Regions from separate parts of the Mus musculus genome. Here region 1 is linked to region 2. Evidence: chromatin contacts called from public promoter capture Hi-C data. All regions are on one chromosome and are shown on one strand. Each heading gives the region's core, a stretch centred on a gene start, on an enhancer-like site or on the middle of the called end of the contact. The rest is flanking DNA. Distances are from core to core; before and after follow the strand shown. Region 1 overlaps Tafa1 (TAFA chemokine like family member 1). Region 2 holds the start of Tafa1 (TAFA chemokine like family member 1).

What was found. Promoter capture Hi-C pulls out the DNA fragments that hold promoters and counts their contacts.
Region 1: a promoter capture Hi-C map of hippocampal neurons shows a contact between it and region 2, with 4 times the contacts expected there. The contact joins the enhancer-like site here to the promoter of Tafa1 in region 2. A contact is called at or near these places in 10 of 39 promoter capture datasets (the 3T3-L1 cell line, cranial neural crest, embryonic stem cells and 4 more) and 2 of 9 other capture datasets (adipose tissue and liver).

Annotation. Positions count from the first base shown.
Region 1 is chr6:96,547,634-96,554,233 of GRCm38.p6, reverse strand. All of the region lies in intron 3 of Tafa1 (TAFA chemokine like family member 1), which reads right to left. Among named protein-coding and RNA genes, the nearest start is that of Gm26011, 9.9 kb to the left of the region's middle. Within about 2 kb of position 3,698, at least 4 of the 459 cell types and tissues checked have an H3K27ac peak or open chromatin away from gene starts, as enhancers often do. A contact at or near this core is called in hippocampal neurons, where this site is marked.
Region 2 is chr6:96,110,544-96,116,859 of GRCm38.p6, reverse strand. It overlaps Tafa1 (TAFA chemokine like family member 1), which reads right to left and starts at 3,706. Exons shown (of 5, transcript NM_182808.3): 1 at 3,274-3,706; 2 at 1,106-1,226. The coding sequence starts at 1,223. It also overlaps 2900060L22Rik.

The sequences.
Region 1 (6,600 bases), core at 2,449-4,948, 440 kb before region 2:
CACTAGCAGCCTTTGGATGAAGACATAGAACTCTCAACTCTGCCCGCACCATGCCTGCCTGATACTGCCATGCTCCCACCTTGATGATAATGTACTGAACCTCTGAATCTGTAAGCCAGCCCTAATTAAATGTTTTTTATAAGACTTGCCTTGGTCATCGTGTCTGTTCATAGCAGTGAAACCCTAAGACATTTATCTATTTATCTATTTATTTATCCATTTATTTATTTATTTATTTATTTATTTATTTATTTTAAAAGGTCTACAAACCTACTTTTGCAGTCTACAGATCCTCTGAGTGTCACAATCCTGCGTCCAAAATCTAGAAAAAGCACAACATAATTGGTTCTTCAAGGAAATGATAAGATAGACAAATCCTCAGCCAAATTAGCCAGGAGAGAGACAGAGAGAGAGAGAGAGAGAGAGAGAGAGAGAGAGAGAGAGAGAGAGAGAGAGAGAGAGAGAGAGAGAGAGAAATGTAATTATAGCTGAAACGGAAACATTGCTGCAGGTACCAATAAAATTCAGAAATGAAATCTCAAAGACACACTAAAAACATATGTCACTTAATTTGTAAACCTAAAAGAAACAAATGAAATTGTAGGTAGAGTTGACAAATCAAAATTAAACCAAGATGAGGTCAATAATTTTAAAAGACATATAATAAGCAATGAGATTGCTATAATTAAAAAATCTGGGTTTACTACAAAATTATGGTTTTTAATTTTGATCCTGGGGTTGAACAGAGGATTATGTGTTTGCTGGGTAAGTGTAATACCACTGAGCTACATCCCTCTAGTCCTGAGCTAATTGCTTTAGAGAGATGATTTAACTTTCCCAAACCCTTTTAGAGATTACACGACACTGGACCAGAAAGTAGACCTTGGAAAAACAAGCTAGTTTTGGCTTATCAATCGTTCATGTTCTCATTCACAACATATCCCTGGTAGTACAACAAGCCCATGTGGTTAAATGTTTTTTATCTTCCTCTCCTAATCCACAAGCAACAGAGTAAACTCTTTAGAACAATGCCATCAGAACTGCCTAAAATGTTAATGAGAAAAACTTTGTAGGATTTTGTGTCTCACTGCCACGTGGATTCTAAAATCCCCATAAATATGTAGATATGGAAGCACAGTGATGGTTACTGTAGGCTGAGTGGCAATATAATCAAAGTATGCACAGTTTCCATGAGAGCCAAAGAATTAGTTCAAGAGATCTATGTTACAATATGGCAAGTGTTAATAAGAATGTATTGCATTCTTAAAAATCATTAATCAGTTGCTTTTGCACCTCCTCCAAATCATTAAATTTGTGAGGTTAATTAGCTACATTTAACCATTCTACCACACATACATATTTCTAAATAGCATGCTGTAGATGATAAATATGGGTAACATTTGTCAATTAAAAATAAATGAATATAAAAAAAAACAAACAGTTATAGATTCCCAGCTTTCATCTCAGCCTTCTGAATCAGGAATCAGCACAAAGGATACAGCTTTATAGGTAAACACTCTTTGTTGAGATTCGGTCTGTTGCTATGTACTGTAATGCTAAATTCTGTACCTGAAGGTCTAGGCCTAGGAGTGAATTTTCCCCTTTACAAGCTTTTGTTGTGCAAACCATGTTCCTTGATTTAAAACTACTAGTTAAATAAAATTGGCTACAGCCAATTACTGGAGGGATTAGAAGTAGGTGGGTTTGAGTTATCTGGTTAGGGGTGGAGAAGTGAGAGGAGAGAAGAGAGATCAGGGAGGAATGAGGAAAAACTAGAGGAGAAGAGGAGAGGAGAGGAGAGCAGGGGAGAGGAGAGCAGGGGAGAGGAGAGCAGGGGAGAGGAGAGCAGGGGAGAGGAGAGCAGGGGAGAGGAGAGCAGGGGAGAGGAGAGCAGGGGAGAGGAGAGGAGAGGAGAGGAGAGGAGAGGAGAGGAGAGGAGAGGAGAGGAGAGGAGAGGAGAGGAGAAGAGAGGAGAAGAGAGGAGAAGAGAGGAGAGGAGAGGAAGCCACAGTAGGGAGAGCTAGAACATGAGCACATGGCCAGAGATACAGCAAACAGTTGGGGGTCACTGCTGGAAAGGTAGCCAGGTCAGCAGTTACAAGAGTAGATTAAGGGTTACCCCGATGATTGTCAAAGTCAAATAAAATGACTGTAAGTTTCATTCATTTGTTAGCTACTTAGGAATAAGTTTAAATTGATTATACTATAATTCTTGAGTCAGTCTCTCTCTCTCTCTCTCTCTCTCTCTCTCTCTCTCTCTCTCTCTCTCTCTCTCTCCCTCTCCCTCTCCCTCTCCCTCTCCCTCTCCCTCTCTCCTTCTGACTCTGCCTGTCTGTCCCCTCCCCCTCATCCCCTCTCATTTTCACACGGGAATCTCACCAGGTAGCCTAGGCTAGCCTTGACTTCTTGACTTCCCAATCCTCCTTTCTCAGCTCCCTGGATATGTTCTTAGCAATCCCTTGCAAACTCTGCTGAAGCTGTCCACAGGGATCCCAGTCATGGGGAAGTAAGAAGCAAAGCAGCAGTCTCAAAAAGCAGTTGCTATGAACTGGCGTCAACAATAACAAAACACTGCCACTGAGCACAGGGAAGGGTGGATGAAGCAGTTTTCATAGGGTCTAAACTGCTCAAGAAAAGACTCAGAAAGCTCAGAAAAGGACTTCAATGTCTCTATTAACCCATAGCGGGGCTTCAACAATGGAAAACAGTGAATAGACATAGCTGATGGCTTTGGAGATCAAGGCTTAGCAATAAGGATGTTTGAAATAGCTGATCTTGAGATCAAAGATAGCAAGAAAGACATTAAGACCAATGGGAACAACTGAGGAGTGGGTGAATAGAGGGATCAAGGTGCTTAGAACCAGGTGACAGTCCAGACAAGTGCATATATGGCTAGAATAGGCAGTGTTTAAAGACAGAGACGACACATATTGGTTCTATTTCTTACAGAGAGAGTGGGACATCCTTACAGAGCTGCCCCCCTATTCTTGTTAAACGTTTCAACTGACTAGCCAGCTAACTAGCTGACAAGTGGCACATGTTTTGAAGTTACTGACTGTTCCTTTACCACCACAGCTGCGCCTGTGCTCTGCATTTACAGTGGAGTCCTATTGGTTGAGAATGCCTGTCAGTGGTTCTCCTTCCAAGCAATGTGTGAAGAATTCATTTCTCATTTCATTCCTTCCACTTTACCAAGCAATTCCCAAGATTGAAGTTCCAAGGTACCAAGGCAAGAGGTCATGAGAGCCACTGGTGTTTCTGTCAATATAGGGTAAGTGTATGGAGGTCTGTGGGGAATGGTAATGCTTCAGCCATAACAATCCCCTTGTAGGTAACTGTCATTTGAATCATGATGTTGGTGATCAACATCCCGGGAATAATGAGTATAAAGCCTTACAAATAGTTTCTTTAAAATTATCTAGCACAAATCTGGCATATTGCTGTTTGTCAAATTATTCCCATGCCAGATGCTTACAAAAAGTCTGCTGCCCATTGCCAAATGGCTTTGCTGCACATTTCCTCATTAGATAGAGTTGACATTCTTCACAGATACTCGATCAAACGGAATTAATGACCACAAGATTCATATTTGCATTCTGCACCTACCATGTCTGTTGCCACTCCACACCCCACTCACCTGCTGGTTCAGGCTCATCCTTCTTCTGTGGATATGGGATGCGCCGGAGTTGCCAAGAACAGTGCTACAGTTTGCATTTTGATCACAGGAAGAGAGTGACTGTGTGGCACCAAGAGGAGTTGCCTTTCTAATGTGCACCCTTTCTGTCATTTTTGAAATGTGCTGCATTTTCAGATTGCACACACTCTCCCATCCTAATGTAGGGCCTGTCAATCCCCAGCACAAATTGCAGAAGGGCAAAGGACTCTGCGATGGCTCCTTTGTCAAGACAGAGTGTTTGGGACACTACATCTGACCCACTCAAACCCCATCATTCTTCAAAGAACTCAAAAGCCTTGAGTCTGCTAGTGTTCAAGGTCAGCAAATGCTCTTGTCTCTGGAGATTAATCCATTTCTCTCCCAGTCTTAGTGAAATAAAGCATTGCCATAGCAGCGGGAGGAAAAAAAACCAAACACCTAGATATGTGTACTGTTTCAGATGAAAATATATCATCATTCAAACAAGGAATATGTGAGCTCGTGATTGACAGCTACAGTATTCAACATTTACAATTCCCTCTTCAGGGATATTCAGCATCGATTGAAACAGAATGCAGTGTTTAGGAACTACTCAGGGGTACTTTCAATAAAATGCTTCAAATAATGATTGTCCGAAGCTTGCTAGACACTTTGTAAATGTCAGAAACACATTAAATATGCTAAATGAGCATGTCCAATAGCCAGAAAACAACACGAGTGATTTACAATCAATTTCACACATGCCTGGGAAAGTCTCCTTGATGCAAGACAAAATGGTCCTCTTTGACCAGAGCATACTGACCCCCAAGTTTTGGTCCTGTCTTAGTATTCATGGATCTGCTCAACATAAACTGTGGGACACTTTCTTGGTGTTAAGTAGATATGTTTGGGGGGTGCTAAATAAGAGTTTCAAGTTTAAAATACCTTTTATAGTTGAGTAAGGACTAGAGAAGATGTCATGTTTCATTAACAGTAAATAGAGAAAGGTTACTATACACCTTAAAGTTAAAAGGCTTCTGGCTATATCCTTACATCCCTCGAGGACCTTCAGACCTTTACCATTCTTAGCCATTTCATCTCGCTCATGGGTTTTATTGTGCATTTGGGGAAGGAACCACCAGATCACCCATCACTCAGATGCCCTCTCTGTTAACACCATGCATATCTAGGAACACCTTGATAGTAAAACTCCACTGGGCCTGTCTTTTTACCATAAAACATATTATTCCTAAGCTTAGGCCACCAGTAGTCCTATTATATCTGTGTAGTTTTCAAAATATTTGTTTTTTTATGTACATGAGGGTTTTTCCTGTATGTATCTGAATACAATACATGCATTACAGTGCTTGGATCCCCTGGGACTGAGTTTATTTAGTTCATATATATGCTGTTGTTCATATGTATATATCTGCATATGTCTTTGGGTTGACCACTTGAGACTGGATAACCAAACACTGACCCTCTTTTTCTCAGTAACAATGACTACTTGGAACTGTTCATCTAGTGTGGTGCTCTGTGAAATTTCCCCTATTCACAATGGCATGTCAACTGGTATTGCCACTGTTTGGTCTTATTAAGGCAGCTAGACTGTTGTACTTTCCTAAGTGCAGCTTTCCTGGTACATATGAAGACACAATCTCACAGCAGGTATATTGGTCTTCACAATCTTTCTGTCCTTTCTTCTTGATGATACCTGTGCCTTACCCATACGCTCTGGACTTGGACTATAAATGTATCTATTGGGGCTGGGAACCCCATAGTAAGTTGTTCTTAGTAGCTGTGGTTTCCTGGAATGGTCCTTGTCTGCTACAAAAAGAGGCTTCTTTGATCAAGAGTGAGAGTTATACTTTTCAAATTCGATCTGGGCACAGGATGAATGCCCCCATACAAGGGCTGGCAGTTGGATGTGGTATAAGTGGACTGAGGTAGTGCAAACTGGCCAGATTGGACTGGCACACAGAATATGCAACTGACTCTAAGCTTATGGTTTGGGACAGATGCAGAGAGGACTGACCAGACTGGTCTGACACACTCAGACTGTTGCTTTAATGCAGTTAAAACATATGGGGCTTAGCATTGTTCCTGGAATGTAGGAAGGGTTACAAAATCACTATTATTATCCAGCATTGTCCTATAGCTCCACTCAAAGTAATTAATATCAGCAAGAGAATCTGAATTTCCAAATAGTGGACCTTATATTATCCATACTTGATGCTTCTTAGAAATTCACGTATTTGTCTTTTACACTACCTAGACATCTGAATTCACTTCACTCTTACTTGGTTATTCTTTTTTTTTTTTTTCAGTTCCATTTTTTGGATTAATGTGCTGTTGTCTAGGCATTTGTCTATGAGACTTCATAAACCTCAGGCTCAATGAGAGGTGGGATTCATTCCCAAGACCTTGCCCACCAACTGCCTAAGGCTGGTTACTTAATCCTAAACCTTTATCCCAGACACATCTGCTGTTTTGAGACAGACTCATATCCTCAACTCTCGGTTTAATATTTATAACTACAATTATCCTGAGTTTACTCCCTCTTCCACACCTTCCCCGAAAGGATAGCAGCTTCCTTACTACAAAGCTGCCTTTTCTTCCTTAATCCCTGTGGTAGCAGCCTTCAAGAACAAACTAGAAAGCAGGAGACTCCTCCTGACTCTCTTAGTCTCAATGCAAAAGAATCATGAGTAACTCGCACCCTCATCAGTAAGAAAGTAAATATGGTGTCTTCTAGTATTCTAAAAGCACGGGGAACTCTTGGAATTTCATTTTCCCACATTTGGCCTAATTTTGAGTACTGAGAATAGTTATGCACTATACAAAAATTTTCTATAACTCTGAGAATAAGTGGTTATAACAGTGAGGCTCTGCGTTGGTACAGAAATAGAAAATAGAGGAATCCCGGTCTCTAGGAAACTATTTGCTAAATCAGACATCATTACTTA
Region 2 (6,316 bases), core at 2,457-4,956:
GACCGCGGACCTGCCACACGGAGAAGCCCTGTGGATGGCAGGAGGCCAGGGAAGGATGTGGAGAGGGGCCTGGAGGGAGGGGCGGCAGCACCCACGAACCGAAGAGCGGGAACTTGTGCGTGCAACTGGTCCCCCGGAACGTTGGACTTCACCATCAGAGGGTACCACCAAGGACTTTGAGGTAGGGGGTGCGGCGAAAGGACAGGACACAAAGGCTAAACACAGCTACGCAGAAAACAGAAAGAAACCTTTCTGAGAACCAACCAGGAAGCTTAAAAACAATCGAAACCCTGGAGCGACTTTGCAATGAAAAAGCTGAAGAGGCAAAGAAAGACAAATCCAGATCGGAGAGTGAGGGAAGGGAAGAGTTAGAAGCCAAGGAAAGCAAACTGCACCAGGAACTAAAAGGAAAAATTAAATCAATAAAGGAAATTTTCAAAAATCATGCCAGAGCGAACTTGTTCCTGAAACTGCCAACAGAGGGAGGAAAAAAGGGTGGGGGCACCGAACATACTGGAGAAACCAAAAGTAAAGAAAGGAAGGGAGTGAAGACAGGATGCAAATTAAACCAGACACGACATAGTAAGTCACTGTTTCCTTTTCTTTTTCATTGACAACTCCTAAAGTTAGTCTGGTCATTAACGCCATCTGTGGACTCTTTAGCCACATAGTCTGAAATGACTGTATCTGCACTAGGTATAAACTCGCCCCAGGGAATACATGTCTCCTCCCAATCCCCTAGTTTTGAAAGTTACCCCCACCTTTTGTAGAATAGTTTGCTAGTGTCCAAAACCAATTCAATCTCTTGAGCAAGGTGTGTGGAAGAGGGTGGGGGATGGCGGGTTGCTCCTCTAGAGAAACCCACCTTTTCGGAGAAATAAACAGAAATATCTCTGAGGCGGGTTTTTGGGTTTTTTTTTTTTTTTTTTTTTTTTTTTTTTTGGTACACTCCCCTTCCCCCAGAGCATCCAGCCCACAACATGTCTTAGAATTCAAAGGCAAACTGCCCACACGATGCAGTTTCTGTCACTTGCATCCTGCCATCTGTTGAAAAGACCTTGGTGAGGCTAGAGGAGCCTCCCGGGGAGGCTGCTCCCCCACTTACCTGGCCGGTGCAGGTGATGCTGCTGGAAGGTGTGTTGGAGTGACCCATGGCAGAGCAGCATCGCACAAGCACTTATCCACAAGTACAGGGCCCAGGACATTGCAGAGACCATTGCCATTCTCTAAAGAGAACATCAGATGAGAACAGGTTACCCCTGGCGTCAAGCCCCCGGAGCGGTATGGCCCACGGAGGAGGGAAGGGACAGCTCAGATGTCGTCCTGTTCTTTTGCTACTTGGCTGGCTAGAAGGAACGTTCCTGTAGAGGTCATGATGGGGAGTAGAATTGAAGACCTTTCCCAGAAGCTCATAAATATGTCCCTTAAGTTCTGTCAGAGGTCAATGATTGCCCAAAATGCAAAAATAAAGTTTGTCACTGTTAACTAGGCAGACTTAAACATTACATGCCCATGGAGATACTCAGTTTTACACAAAGATCTATGAACTAGTTTTCCCAGGCATTCAGTAGCTGTAGACTTGCTCATTCTAACTTCATTGCAAGTCTGACATAAGCCTGGAAGAAAAGAGTGGGCTCTTTTTTTTTTTTTTTTTTAATTCTACAGTCATGAATTTTTAATCGCAATGCTGCCTTCTAAACTAAGTAATCATTTCTCAGAGGCATGTTGTAATCTCCCGATAGGATGGCTCTTTCTGACTAGACTTGAATTTCAGAAGGCACCATGTCTTCAGCCAGAACGAGTTTCAGAGGCAAGGTCTGTGTATGTACCCTACAAGCAAGCCATAATTTACAGTATTGCTTTGCCTCCTAAGATCCCATTGTGGCATTTGCCGGAGCACTGATGAATATGTATATACAGGTGGTGTGTGTATTTATATGGGCGAGCATATACCTTTTCTCAGGCACTGAAACTTTGACAGTCTTATCTGCACCTATGAGCATCTCAGGAGCTACAGAAGCTCAACGGCGCTACATATTGTCCAATTTCCCAAACAACACCTTATGCTGCATTTCATATTGCCAAATTAATCAAACTTGAAGGATCGTCCTTAGTCAGCCAGTCATAGGAAGCACCCCCTATATAAGAATTCAGTTAGTGACAGCCTTTCCTCTCTGAGGTCTCAGAGAGGGGCTGTGCAATCAAGGTTGAGCACCTTTCCTCTGTCAAATGACACCCTTCAAGAATTTCCACTATGCACTGAAAACCTGCTTGTGACCTCCTAGGATGACTTCCTTATCTGTGGAAATTGATACTCTTTCAAAGCCAGTGATAGTCAGCAAAAATAAACATTATGCACACATATATATGCATGTGCATAATTCTGGATAATTTGCAGGTTTCAGAGAGACAGAGTGTTTGGGAAGGGCTTTGAGGATGACAATACACAAACGTGACAACTGTAATTAAGTGCAAAGTGGGAACACATTCTTTTCAGCAGCTTGGAGCCATCCATGCCCCAGGCAGTGAGTCAGATGGACCAGTCACTTTCTAATTAGTTTCTAGTTTGGTGGCCCACTGTTTACTTTTGTATATGGGCATGCTTTATCTCCTTGTTTTCAGAGCTAGCAGGATAGCATAGATGCACTCTCATCAGCAGAGGTAAATAGCAACTCCCCTCCTGTGAATCCCCAAATGAATGCATTTTAGAACCTTTCTGAATAGCCTGCAAATTACAGAGAGACAAAACAGAGGTGACCCGGTAAGCATTTGCTAGTCAACCATCTCTGTTGAAATGCACTGGAAATTTAACTCAGGGGAAAAAAAATCTAACCATCATCAAACTTAACGATTCTTTAGAGACTCCTTCTCCTGCTCATTTAACCCACACACAGCTGAGCACACACAACATGCTGTGACTTGACAATTACAGGGCTTCCCTCTTCCTTCCTTCCTTCCTTCCTTCCTTCCTTCCTTCCTTCCTTCCTTCCTTTCCTTCTTTCCTTCCTTCCTTCTTTCTTTCTTTCTTTCTTTCTTTCTTTCTTTCTTTCTTTCTTTCTTTCTTTCTTTCTTTCATTCCCCCCCAGTTAACTTTCTGTAATTCTCAGCATTACTTCCCAAGCTCCTGCAAATCTCTTCTCTTGGCTGCTCCCAGACAGAGCTCTGCTCTGTGGCAGTGTTTTCCCCCCAAATAATGCATCGAGTCTTGCATACTTCTCTGAATATGTTGCAAATCAGTTTCCTGAATCTTAAATCTTACAGAGGCTTTCTTACCTGAAAAATCCAGCCAAGAGCAGGGAACCCTCCTAGTGCTCATTGGAAAGAGCTAACACTTTTTAAAATCCATCTGTGCCACAGTTCTGAGATTTTTCAAAGAGAATGCTTCCCAGCAATTCTTTATTAAGAATTGAAAAAAAAAAAAGAAAAGAAAAGAAAAGAAAAAAAGGCAAGCTTTTCTCTTCCAGTCCCGTTTCCACAGTTGTGAAGACGTTGGGCTCGTTCACTGTATTGTCAGAAAAGGAAGCAAGGTTTGAGGGGTGGAAACCTTGTCATGTTCACCTTTAAATCATCCCCTGGCGTCACCTCTGTCTGACGAGACCTTTGAAGTGATGGTGAGCTAATGTAGTTTCCTGATGAGAAGCAGTTTATAGCCACGGACAGACCATCCCTACTCCAGTACATTCAGGACAGAGTTAGGCAGCGAAATGTAGGAGCAGGGCTGCTATACCTCCGTAAGTAGCGGGAGTCTGTTTCAATACACCCCTCCTCTCTAAAGTCTCACATGTCTTAAAGTGACATTACCCTCGATTATAGATAAGGTAGATTCTAATGACTGCCCTTAACTCTCCCATGACTCAAGCAGCGCTTTAACATGATATTGCCTAATAGTCTTTGGTGGAGGTTTGGGTTTTTTTGTTTGTTTGTTTATGTTTTGGTTTGTTTTGTTCTCTTATACCATTCTCATGCCAGGGAACTGAGAAGGGAAAGAAAAATGAAAGACAAGAAGGCATCATGCAACATATTGATAGTGTTAATGGCTTTTAGGCTTCAAACAGTAAATGGGAAAGTGAAACATGCACCCAGTCTAACCCTGAATCTTGTTGCCAGCAAGCTAGCTGAATATAGCTGGGCTTATTCTGATTTTTTTTTCGGTTAGTTGTTTTGTCAGCTATTTCTCGAAATGCAATTTATCTGGAATATAACTGGTGTTTGTGTTCCTAAGCAAAATAAAAATCTTTGGAGTTATTTAACAGGTTTAATAAGTAGAAATATATCATTGCTGGCACCAGAGACTGAGTGATGATGAAGAAATATGCTCAAGGTTCTTTGTAAAAAGTATTTTTTGGCTCTCTTTAAATAGCATGCTGAGATGGAAAAGGGAAACACTCAGAAGTTCAGTTGCATCTCTAGTACTATGGTGTGAACCCCGGCTTCCCTGGAAATATACTATGATTGTACTTAAACTTCAGAGACGCATGGGAGATGACCTACTTTTCCTTTATAGGCTGCTCCGGTGATAATTCTCTGAAAATGCTCATTCAATTGCTTCCCAAGTCGCTTACATCACACCTACTATGTGACAGATGCTTGGGATAAAGCAGAAAGCAAGACTGGTGTGATCCCCAATGTCAAAGGTCACTCACTGCCTTACGGCCTCTACATTATTTTCAGACCCGAGATGGTTCTCACAAATTCCTTGCCTTAAAAACTTCAAAGTTTCTGAGAATTCTTTTGCCTTTTGTGGGCATTATAAAGAAGGCTGGATGCTGGGTGCATCTTGCAGAACAAACCTTCTTTCCTATGCTCTACAAAGTGAAAGAGGGAGACCGTCTCTGTTTTATCAATCTTTCCTGCTGTTCTTTCAATGATAACACCCCTTTCTCCTTCCATTCTTCCCTCCCTCTTCTCCTCCCTCCCCCTCCCTCCATCCCTCCCTCCTTTCCTACCCCCTCCACAAACCAGATTTCAAAATAACAATCAAGTTAATTAAGAATGACAATGTTTCAGTTTGGATTTGTATGCTTACTTCTGTGGTTCATTATATTGCTGCCTTAATTAATGGGTGTCTATAGGACATTTGTTCTCTTGCTTCTGAATCAAGACAACAACAGAAACAGCCACAGGAACAGGAGGCAGAGTCCATCACACCTTCCTCAGGTGCTGGCACAGTGCTGAACTCTCTCTTGTAAGACATAATCTAAAGTATTTTACTAACTCAAGAGGACAGGCACGGTCATTATCTCTTTCCCACAAATGAGGAACATGGAAGGAAGTTGAGAAAGCAAACAAAACTCTTTTGAGGTAACAGGCTCCTGATTCAAACGCTCTGTACAAGAGCCCATCTCTTCAGTATTCCAGTAAAGAATGTCAACATCACTCCATCTATTTTTTTCCCAGCAGATACTTTACAATCTATTACACTGCAGCCAGTGATCATCTCCTTCATAACATAAGCATCAGCAAATACAGACTGTGCATGTCTATATATGTCTGTACATGTATGTACAGACCGTGCATGTCTGTGGTATAGGTATTGTGGTATAGGTATATGCAGAGGCCAGAGGATGTAAACTGTTTTGCTCTGTCACTCTTTGCCATCTTTATTCCTTTGAGAGAGAGATTCTCAGAGACTCTGCAGCTAGGTTGGTAGCCAGCAAAACCCAGGGATCCTCCTGTCTCTGCCCTGCACAGCACTGGGACTATAGGCATAAATGGCTTTGACACAGGTGATGAGAATTTGAACTCAAATTGCTTTTACACACTAAGCCATCTCCCCAACTTTAAGAAACACAGAGATTCAACTTAATGAAAGCTACTCCCCTACCTTTTGGGGAGTTGTGACTTTACATCTCTTGACCATGGTAGGATAGAGAGCAGTTACCTTTTTGGTTGGTTGTGGTTTAAAGCTTTGGTCATTGAGTGCAGTTGTATCACAATGGGATTGGTGTTTTAATGTTTGGAGAAATACCATGCAGATCTCTCTTTGCCTCTGGAGCAGGGACTAGTTCTCTAGACTCTCAGCCTAGATCAGATCACCGAGGGACCATATGACAAGAGGCCCTTTGTCTTTCCCTCCCAACCCAGATGGATACACACAGTGAATAGGAAGTAGTTGCCAAAGCAACTGAGACTTGTAACTTTATTATAGCATAAAATTGACAATCCTGATTGATAAAGACTTAAACCTGTATTACTCATTTCCTAATTAAATTGTTTTGTTCCATCTCAAGCTATCCCTGAGGAGACAGCAGTTTGCCATTCAAGCTCCTGTCTTCACAGAATCCACTGTGATAGGAATCTGTTGTTTGTTGTTTGT